2 separate regions of the Zea mays genome follow, and region 1 is linked to region 2. A link is a contact called in public Hi-C data. All regions are on one chromosome and are shown on one strand. Each heading gives the region's core, a stretch centred on a gene start, on an enhancer-like site or on the middle of the called end of the contact. The rest is flanking DNA. Distances are from core to core; before and after follow the strand shown. Region 1 holds the start of LOC100283106 (ubiquitin-conjugating enzyme E2 7). Region 2 holds the start of LOC103651028 (heat shock 70 kDa protein-like).

Region 1 (5,187 bases), core at 1,127-3,626, 340 kb after region 2:
TATAACGAGTGTCTGCAACTCCTTGACACTCGGAATACGAAGACCTTCGCTTTTTGTTTCGTCGCTTTAGCCGTCGCTTCAAGTTCTTATCTCCGGGTTTGTTTTCACCGTTGTATTACATCTTCCTGTAATGCGAACTAACTTACCATTTGTTTCTGTAAAACACACGTTAGTCACATATAGTATTACGTTGTCATTAATCAATAAAACCAACCAGAGGTCTAGATGCTTTCAAACTTATAAAAAAGATAGATCAAAATATGGAGTGGTAGCTAAAGTCAGACATCAATAAAAACAAGATGCGCTCCATACAAATTTTGATACTTCATAGCAATTCTTACTAACGTTTAAAAACCAATAAATAACCTTTCCTTTTACTATTAGCGTGACAAATCTTTGCTGCTCCATCCAATTCAACAACTTCAAACACCATGGAGTCCATTGTGCCAATGTGGTGTCAGAAATGACCTAATGCATGCAAGAACCAAGAACATGAGGGACGACCACCATGTGGTAGTGCCCACATGGATCTCCAAATCCTAACACATATTTTGTAGGATCCATGAGCCATCATCAGAAGAACACAAACCACGTGCAGACAATAAATAAAGTATTAACACACCCAAATTATGTTCAGTCCTTAGCATAACAAAAAAACTAACACCCAAAACAACAAAGAAACAACATAATAATTTTTGCAATGATAGAAGGATGGGTGATAGGTACATAGTAGTGGTAGAAGCATACCGAGTCGACACCATGATAAGAAAAATGCCATGTAGATAGGCGATGCCGAGCCATCGAACGAGTACCATAGGCATCAAATCAGCCCCCCATCGAGCAGGAAGGGAAGGGAAGATGCGAGCATACCTATTCGTTGCCGGAGAAGAACACGACGAAGAACTAGGCATCTGGAGGCGACATATGTAGTATACCGCTAGATACATATAGGGAGAGAGCACACAAGCGGAGAAAGAAGCCCATCCGGAGCAGCTCGAAACCGAGAGGCTCCCGCACCAGGCGTCAGTCCGAGAAGGGCGAGAGGATGCGAGTGCCTTCCCAGCCCTAAAACCGCCGAGGCAACACAACAACACCACCAACTCCGTAGCATATGTCGACTGCTGCTGCGCTACGGGTTTTGGTTGTCCAATATCTCAGACCTGGACTCCTCACCGCTAAGATAACCTAAGCGTGGTAGGCGCCACCGTGTCCTCCTTGGCGGCATGTATGGGAAAAAAGGCTAGGAGCAAGATCGACTCGCCTGTACCCGCGTCGATAAGCGTCGGTTGGCTCGTGGCTGCGACCGTGGGCGGGGGCAGCAGGTTGGTGAGGAAGAACAGGGCGAGGACCGAGAAAACGAACGGGACGTCCGACGACAGCGAAAACGATGGTACACACATGCTGTGAAACGTCCTCGTGGACGTGTAATAGCCACTGCGAAGGTCGGTGTCGGGGCTGATGTAGGACGAATATGGGGAGGAGGCGCCTGCTCTCACGCCCTCTGCCGAGAATGAAGTGGCGCGGAGGCGGATACATGAGGGGAGAGAGAAAATAAATAGAATGTCGGACGAGATGGCGACAACTGAGATGAATATCATTATTATCGTGCGGAGGTATAGATGGACGAATGGGTCGTGTCTGGCGGGCCGGCCTGGGGCACGACCTATTTAATAGTGTCTGGGCCAGCCCGACATGAGCGACGTAACGTGCTTGGGCCGTTGCCTCGACTCGTAGTGCTGGCCCGGCCCGACACGATTATATATTTTTATTTTACAAAAAATCGTATATACATATGTATAATTTATATTTAATATTAAAAACATCTTAGCATAATGTTCTACTAGTTAGATGGCTTCACCTAGTGTCTTCCCTTCTCCCATCACGACGTGGATTTAAACCTCACCTCTTGGATCATTTTTATATTTTACGCCGATTTAACCAAACGGACCGACGAACTAACGGGCCGGCTCGACACGGTCAACAGACCGATGTACTGGAGCTGCGGCTCGCGTGCGTCGGGCCTAGCGGGCCTATGGCGGGCCGCCTGTTTACTATGCGGAGGTGTAGTTTGGAACGTGGATGTTGGTTACACGGAGAGGACAGACTTGTAGCGGGTTAATTTAAAATAGATGTGAGAGATTATTTATAAATAGTTGAAGAAAAATGACGGTTGAAACTGATACTTTATTATAGCAGGGATAGAGATATAGATACCGAAAATGAAAACAATGTATGTAGATAAACTTTGGTTAATATGCTCAAATCGATCTTATCATTCGGGAGCGGTGCATTAGCAGGCAAAGGCACCCTACCAGAGTACCAGTCAACAGCCACCGTTTCGATCTTCGCCACACCGCTCGGCGCTCGCCTCCGCCTGATTCCCATCTTTCCCGAGCTCCACACCTCACGTCTATAAATAAGGCGCCCGCGGTGCCCATCAATTCGCGTCACCGCGTCCCGAGAGCGCGATTCATTCCGCGCGACGCAAAACCCTAGCCCATCCACCGATCCTTGTCATGGCGGCCACCACCAGCCAGGCGAGCCTCCTCCTGCAGAAGCAGCTCAGAGGTGCGGCCCGCCGGAGTTCCCGTGCATCTGTTTCCGCTCGATTTTTTTCCTTTTTGCGGATTATTTGGCTGACTGACTTTGGGTTGGTTTGTGGTATGGTGATTGACGCAGATCTCGCCAAGCACCCGGTGGATGGGTTCTCGGCTGGGCTGGTCGACGATAGTAACGTATTCGAGTGGCAGGTCACCATCATCGGCCCGCCCGATACCCTATAGTGAGTTGGATCCCACCACTTCACGCGTTCTTCCGTGCCTTGTCGAAATGAATTGCTTGTTTGTTGTGTCTGTGCCATGTCCTATGGACTATGATGGTGTTTGTGTGTTATTGTGGACCGAAAGCAGCGTTTGAAAATCTTACTATACGGGATTGATTTCTAGTGGAGGCTAGTGCGGGGCGGAATTTTCTTTGCTTGTTGATTCTTGATTGTTGTAGCGGGTAGGTACTCCTAGTAGTATATCAACTTGGCAACACGTCAGGTGCCTAGTTCCATCGAGTTTGTTTGGTTCTAGGTGCGTTGGCTGCTCTGTTAATCCGCTAATAGTGCTGTTTTTAGGAATATGTTCATAACTATATCAATGTTTAGAATCGGGATCTTCAAGTGCTTATCAGGGCCTAGGGAATTGTTAATCTGAGTTCAGCGATTAACTGTGTATACTGTGAATGGGATTTATATTGAAAGATTGGGTAAGATAGGCACCATAGGTATGCTGCTGGTGACTGTCTCAAATCTCGTAGTTGTTTAGAATAGGTTCTGCATCATCATGTTATGAAATGAGACTGTATGTATGTTTTGGAGTTTGTAGCAGATAGTTGCGACAATTTCTCGTTTCTATAATGTAATATAGAAAGAATTTGTGCTACTTGGCCCAAGTAGAGTCACCTTAATTTTGTCAACCTGATTGGTGCATGGGCAGAATTTTAATAGCAGACACTGCCTTTCTCGGCAGGTTTGGAATTTGATTGTAGGTAGAGATGAAATACATGCATCCTAATGCCCATGTGAATTCTTGTACTGCTTATTACTGAAATACATTGTGAATTAGAATGGTCACTGTATGCTGTAATTATGCATTCTAATTTTTTTTGGAGTACGCATACCCCAACTTGCTTGGGACTAAAAGGCTATGTTGATGATGATGATACGAAAACAACATTGGGGGTCACTGATAATCTGATACTGATAAATTTGAAAGAACACTAGTTCGGGTACATGAGTTCACTGTATATGATTTGTAAATGCCCGCTGTGTTTGATAACTGTTATCTTATTCATAAAGATGGGTTGGTTTGTATTGAGAGAGCATGTAGCAGTGTAGCACACTAGGAACTCAGGAAGTCACTTGAATAGCCTGCCACTAGCTGAAGTGTGGCAAGTAGCAAAGCAGCTTGGGTTTTTTTATGGTAAATTTAACTACATAATCACAAGTAGTGTGCCTCTTTCATTTTTTATGTCAGTTTTTTCTCTGGGTATTGCATATTTACAATTGGTTACATAAAATTGAACATTTCTGATGTTGACATGCTAGTTCAATTTGGTTACGTTTAGTTCTTGTTGACAGAAAAGTCAGGTTTAAAAGGTACCATGATTATTATAAATGCCTCTTAGTACAACCTAGAGGCATGAAAAGTTGGCCCAACACCAAATAAACATTAATGTTAGACTGGAATTATTATTGTAAAGCATGTTAGCTTCAATAAATCTTGATAAAGTGATATGATGATTGACTTGTATTATCATTAGATTTATAATAATGCATTCTTCCTTTTTTACTCGCTGGCTACACGCAAGCTGCAGAGTCTCTTACAGCACGATTCTCTATTTGAACTAAAGGGCTAGTGAGTGGACCTGTTAGTTATTTGTTTTGGTTGTTTGAACTGCTGTAATGTTTGTGTTCACTGTGTGTTTCAGAAAACAGAGTATGCAAGGAAAATTGAAATGGAACCTAAAAAATACCCCAAGGAGTTTGGTTGTGTGTGATCAATGTAATTAAACTTTAATGCATTCATTGATATTTTATTGGCTTCAAAAGAAATGTTTACCAGTGCCAGTCTTGTCAATGGCCTGGCTACTCCAGGGGATCACATATCAATCTGAAATTAAAATGCATCTGAGTTCTGAATGAAAAAAAATCAGCTAACACTGTCTGAACTACTAACAGACCTTAAACATAATACTGTTGATTTGTTGTCTTTGTTACTCTGTATTTGTTTTGGAGCATTGCATTCAAGATATCATGTAAATGATAATTTATTTATCTTCTGAGCAACACACTAAATCACTAATATTAACCTTTACTTTGCAGTGATGGAGGGTACTTCAATGCAATAATGAGCTTCCCAGAAAATTACCCAAACAGCCCGCCATCAGTCAGATTTACCTCTGAAATGTGGCATCCAAATGGTAAGATTTTTATTAGTGAAAGTTGTATTTATTTAGTTTATCCGCTGTTATGTTTTCTGACATCATGCATATTATTTGGGGAAATGCCAGTTTATTCAGATGGGCTGGTGTGTATCTCTATTCTTCATCCACCTGGTGAAGATCCAAGTGGTTATGAGCTCGCAAGTGAGCGTTGGACACCTGTGCATACAGTATGGCTTTGATAGACTATATTTATAT
Region 2 (5,473 bases), core at 642-3,141:
CCTCACCCTTGTAGGAGACTACAATCATAGGCTTGTCACCAGGGCCAGGGATGACCTTGAACGGCCATAGCTTCATGTCACTCTGCACTGACGGGTCAGAGAACCTCCTGCCGATCAACCGCTTGGCATCTGCAGTACAATGAAATGAACAAAGATGTGTGAGTAACAGCGGTCAGCACTAGGTAGAAGGCATAGAGCAAGATACTTATTGTGGGCATTATAGCAAAAAATAGGGGGAGCTACAATATGTAAAAACAAGCACGTATCAATAAACCCAATTTTCCTGTTTATGTTTATCGGTGAGCCCGGATATTTTTTCTTTGTCAGCCGAAATTTTCAAATTTTTTGAATTGGCACTGTCAAATGTTTAAATTAGAAGTCAGTTGGTCTATATGTCTTCTTATGCTCTCCTAGTATACTAAAACCCTAAATTTTTTCTCTATACTTAATTGGTTGTGTCTAAATATAATCTAGATGATATTTAAACAAACTGAGTCATTTTCTTTAAATTTAAATTTGTAACGAAAAAATTTGCCACCAATAGGTCTGATAATCCTGTTTATCGCCAACCTCCCATACAATATTGATAAAATGAACCCTGATGCCAATACGTTATCAGTTGGCACATACTAAAAGAAGGCAAGCAGAGCAAAAAGGAAACTCTTTCTTCTTTATTTTATCACAAAAAATGAGCAGGGCAATGCATCAAAATACTATCAGATACTTATTATCACAACAAATGAGCAGCGCAATGCATCAAATGCTGTCAGTTATATTTCTTCGGACAACAAGAATTTACAACAAGGGCACACTTAGTTTTGCAACAGCCAACGAGCAGAGATAACCATCAAAATCATGTCAGTTATTAGATGTATTTATTCAGACAGTAACAATTTAATAGCAAACAAACACGAAGGAGAAATTAGGAGTATCTAATTTTGACACATAGTAAGCTACGCAGACTAACCAACTATACTATCCACCTATAGTATGCATCCCTATCGCGAATTTAACAGCAAACTTCTGAATAAGCGTCCTATAACAACAACAGGAGCATAAGTACCACTAAGACCAAATTATATTTACCAACAAGACCAAATTACACGCTGCTCATATTTTTTGAGTAGATTCCATCTTTGAGTACATGTTCCTTTGTCTGTTACTACAGAGCACGGTAATTATTCAGCATATAGAGAGCACGATTTCAGAATTTAAACTGTACATCCATTGATCCAACTTAAGCACTCGCGCATACTAGAGGCTCTAAGCATTGAGAGAAACATGGCAGTTCGCGCATACTAGAGGCTCTAAGCATTGAGAGAAACATGGCAGTGGCACCAGCAAGTCAGAGCTAGGAGTGAGCACGTACCGAAGACGGTGTTGGTGGGGTTCATGGCCACCTGGTTCTTGGCGGCGTCGCCGATGAGCCGCTCGGTGTCGGTGAAGGCGACATAGGACGGCGTGGTGCGGTTGCCCTGGTCGTTGGCGATGATCTCCACCCGGTCGTGCTGCCACACGCCGACGCACGAGTAGGTGGTGCCGAGATCGATCCCGATCGCCGGACCCTCGCCCTTCGCCATTGCCACCAGCTAGAGAATCGCTCTCCCGAACGAAAGAAGGAATCTAAAAGAAGTAGCAGAGCAACTCGAGATCTAGAGAAATGGAGGGAAATTGGATTGCGTGCTTTGCTTTTGCAATGATAGTTGAAGTTGAGGAAGGGAGGAGGCAGCGCGTGGGTTTTTATCGTGGTGTGGACGTGGTTTCGGGAACGTTCGAGCGCGGCGGAGACCTACCGTTGAATTCAGATCGGAGGGGCGTTCCGGAAGGGTCTGGATGGTGCGGTTCGGGAGACAGGCTAATAGCGGCGTGACAAGTGGGAACACGTTGGCCCCGGCTGGGGCGCCTCGGCGCGGACACCTGGGGCTGGGTAGAGATGTCCAAACGGGCCGCCTGGCCCGGTCCGCCAGGCACGATTAAAAAACCGGGCCGGGCCGGCTAAGCACGCGGGCTCAATTTCTTGTCTGAGCCCGGCCCGAACGGGCCTAAACGTGCCGGGTCGGCCCGTTTAGCACGAAAAAAGCGGGCCGAAAAGCGGGCTATGCGGGCCGAAAAACACGTTTTAGTGTAAAAAAAGCGGGCTTAACGGGCTTAGAGCTAAACGGGCCGTGCCGGGCTAGCCCACCGTGCCTAATTTCCTATCCGAGCCCGGCCCGCTTATTCGTGTCGGGCCGGCCCGGGCCCACATATAACCGGGCTGTGCCGGGCTCGCGGGCCTCGTGCTTATTGGACATCTATAGGCCTGGGAGCCGCTCCGGGCTTTGCCTCTTTGGGCGCGTGATAGAATTCCTGGTGGCTTCCAGGCTTCCACTGTGTTCTACTGTTCTAGGCGATGGCTCGACGCCAGAAAATTTATGACATAGTTTAAAATAAATTAGGCTTCCACAGTTAGACCTTGTTCGGTTATTCCCAATACACATGAATTGGATGAGATTGCAAAATTTTTTTAAGAAGTTTGACTTGTTTGGGATTAAAATCCATCCAATCTCACTTAATCCACATGGATTGAGAGCTAACGAACAAGCTCTTAGGCTTCCAGGCTTCCACAGTCAGACTTCCACTGTGGTCGAGATCTGGCGCCGATGGCGGAGAACGCCAGAAAATTTAGGTGTTATTAACGCAACAAAGACTAAAAATTTATGACATAGTTTAAAATAACTTGTAGCTATAAAATAAGTAATAGATGTTGAAAAATATCTTATTTAATAGTAATCTTGGTTACAATCTATTTACAACCAAATGCCATATAACGAATAAAATATGGGAAAAAAAGAAAAAAATGAGTTATCAATGGCAAATTGAAGTAAAAATTGTTGAACAAGTGAAATAAGAATATACCTTTAGTTGAGTCTAGTTGTAGGAGATCTGGACAATTGCATTTGTCTAGTTTTTTTTATTTTGAAATGTCTTCTTGATTTTCTGAAGGTCGAGTCATTTAAAAATTTCTCTTTCAATGTAGCACACCATCAAGTCATTTAACCAACCATCGGACATCTTGTTGCGCAACTTAGTCTTAATAATCTTCATAGCCGAGGAGACCCTTTCCACTGTTGCAGTCGCCACCGGTAGCAACAATGCTAACTCAATAAGTCGATATACCAGTGAAAACACAATATGCCTCTCAAGCTGAACCGTTGTCTTTGATAGACTAGCAAGATCACAACAAGTTTTGAACTCTTCAATTCTTTGTACATGAATAATAAAAGTTTTTAGCTAATCTCTTATAGTCTTGCAATCATCAAAAGAAAAATCATCATAATAAATATCCGCGAGCCGAGCAAGCTTATCCACATTAAACTTAGAGAACGAATCTCTTGGGTCAAGACAAGAAAAACACACAAGCAACTCTTGAGATAGCTCATTAAAGCGATGATCAAACTCTGTGGTGATAGAAGCGATGCTATTGCTAGGTGGCAGAGAGGCAACACAAGATGCAGTTCGAGGAAATGACTGAGAAGAAGAAATGAGCAATTGTTTTTGAACCGACCGATAAAGAAACTATGTTTTAGGGGACGCCGCTGAATCTGGCACTCATATCACTGATATCGGGGACCGAATTTAGGGAGACATTGCTAGAGATGATAAAAATATAGATGCTAGAATCTTTTAAAGTATGTTATAATGGACAGAGAATATTATTTTAAAGGATAAAATTTAGGCGACATTGTTATAGACAGTTGTAGAGAGTGTTTGAATCATTAGAGCTAACAGTTAGTTGGTTAAAAAGTTACTAGTGGAATTAGATAACTAACTATTTATTAATTTGCTAAAAGTAGCTAATAGCTAAAATATTAATTATATTGTTTACATGTTTTCAGCTAATTTTAGCAGCTAACTATTAACTCTAGTCAATTCACACACCCTTAGAACTTAACATAACTTTAAATTGCAAATATGGTACATACGAAATACTGAAAACCTGGTACATTTGAACATGACAAGTCCTTTATTGGCCTTTTAGACGATGTTCCAACATTCTAGCATTTGATAGGGTCTGGTTACATATAAGGAGGAGTTTATTGGCTATCATAAAAGGGTGAGGAGTTCCATTGTCTCCAAATGACTCCTCTTCCATACTACCTGAATTTCCTAGCTGTCATCCGCACGGATGCTTTCTTGGCGAGGTTGCCTTTTAAATTCGCGTAGTTGTTGCTCCGACTGAGGAACCGCCTTTGGGAATTCTCACTCTCCACCATCATCTTCCTGAGGCATTTTTTATTTGTGACACCATCCGAAAGATTGTTCATTGTTTGCACCATAGGAACTTGTGCAATTTGGTTGTGAACATCACCCCCTGCGCCTCCATGGTACTGTATATGTGCCTCTGTTCATCTCCTTTGCTTCCATGATTTTCGTCTTTCCTTCAAGATGGTGCATCACTTCTCTCACTCTGGTAAGTAAATGGAACATTCTTACGCCCCTCTCCACTGATTGACACCCACTTCCTATCGCCCATGAATTTGCTAGAAACCCACCTTAGAGATTTATCAAATGGCGCCAGCTCGTCCTTAACGAATTTCATAGAACAACTTTTCTGAGTGTGTCCGATCAGACCGCACATATAACAAAAATCCGATAAGTATTCATAGCAAATCGGACACCACTTCTCCTTTCCATCTGCTTCCAACTGCATCGTGACTCCCCTCATCAAAGGCTTCTAAATGTGAAGCATGATCTTAATTCGAAGGAAGTTGCCTATCAACATCCCACCATTGTCTTCCTAAACCTCCAAGAAGACTCCCACCTCATTGCCAATAGCCTCTACAGCTTCTTTAGTGAACAATCCAATCGGAAGTTTTCTGACGTGGATCTAGATCAGGACTACATTGAACTCAACCTTGTCAATAGACTCTGTGTCATCCATATCAGCCATCACCAACGGTTCATTTGAAAAGCTCTAGGGTCTTTCCTCCAATGCCTTCCGCTTTCACGTCGCTTGGTTGAAGGTGAATAGGAATTTATTATGTCCCAAACTTTTGCATTCAGTTCCTCGGATCGGACACCAAACTGTTTCCAAAGCACGTTCAATTGCATCCAGATGAGCCAATTTCTCCGAAAGTAATTTACCCAGCGCCTGATGAACAACTGTGTTCGATCTTTTCATCCCTCCAATCTGCACCAGACTTCTTTCCGCCTCTGACAGTTGCATCTGCTGCAAGAGCCCTTCCACCGCCTTCACACTTCTCACGTCCATCACAGCACCCAAACCAACGAACTAAAGGCCAGAGCCAAGAACAAAGGTTAGCAGACTGGATCAAGAAAGAATCGAAACAGAAGTATTATTGATTGTCTTCTTAAGGAGACTTTTATCGCAGCGTTGTTCTACTGAAGTTATACCTATAAAAAACTGTCTTTCGGTAAAAAATTTCGCCCACAGTTACAATCGATGTCTTGAGGCCGCGGACTAAATTACTAT

The links. A called contact is a pair of places that touch in the nucleus more often than the background predicts.
Region 1: a Hi-C map of ear shows a contact between it and region 2, with 2.9 times the contacts expected there. The contact joins the promoter of LOC100283106 here to the promoter of LOC103651028 in region 2. A contact is called at or near these places in 6 of 25 Hi-C or Micro-C datasets (bundle sheath, ear, endosperm and 2 more).

What each region holds. Positions count from the first base shown.
Region 1 is chr3:186,542,347-186,547,533 of Zm-B73-REFERENCE-NAM-5.0, forward strand. LOC100283106 (ubiquitin-conjugating enzyme E2 7) reads left to right here and starts at 2,377. Exons shown (of 6, transcript NM_001156008.1): 1 at 2,377-2,568; 2 at 2,680-2,782; 3 at 4,871-4,968; 4 at 5,059-5,159. The coding sequence starts at 2,517.
Region 2 is chr3:186,200,745-186,206,217 of Zm-B73-REFERENCE-NAM-5.0, forward strand. It overlaps LOC103651028 (heat shock 70 kDa protein-like), which reads right to left and starts at 1,892. Exons shown (of 2, transcript XM_008676621.2): 1 at 1,370-1,892; 2 at 1-129. The coding sequence starts at 1,580.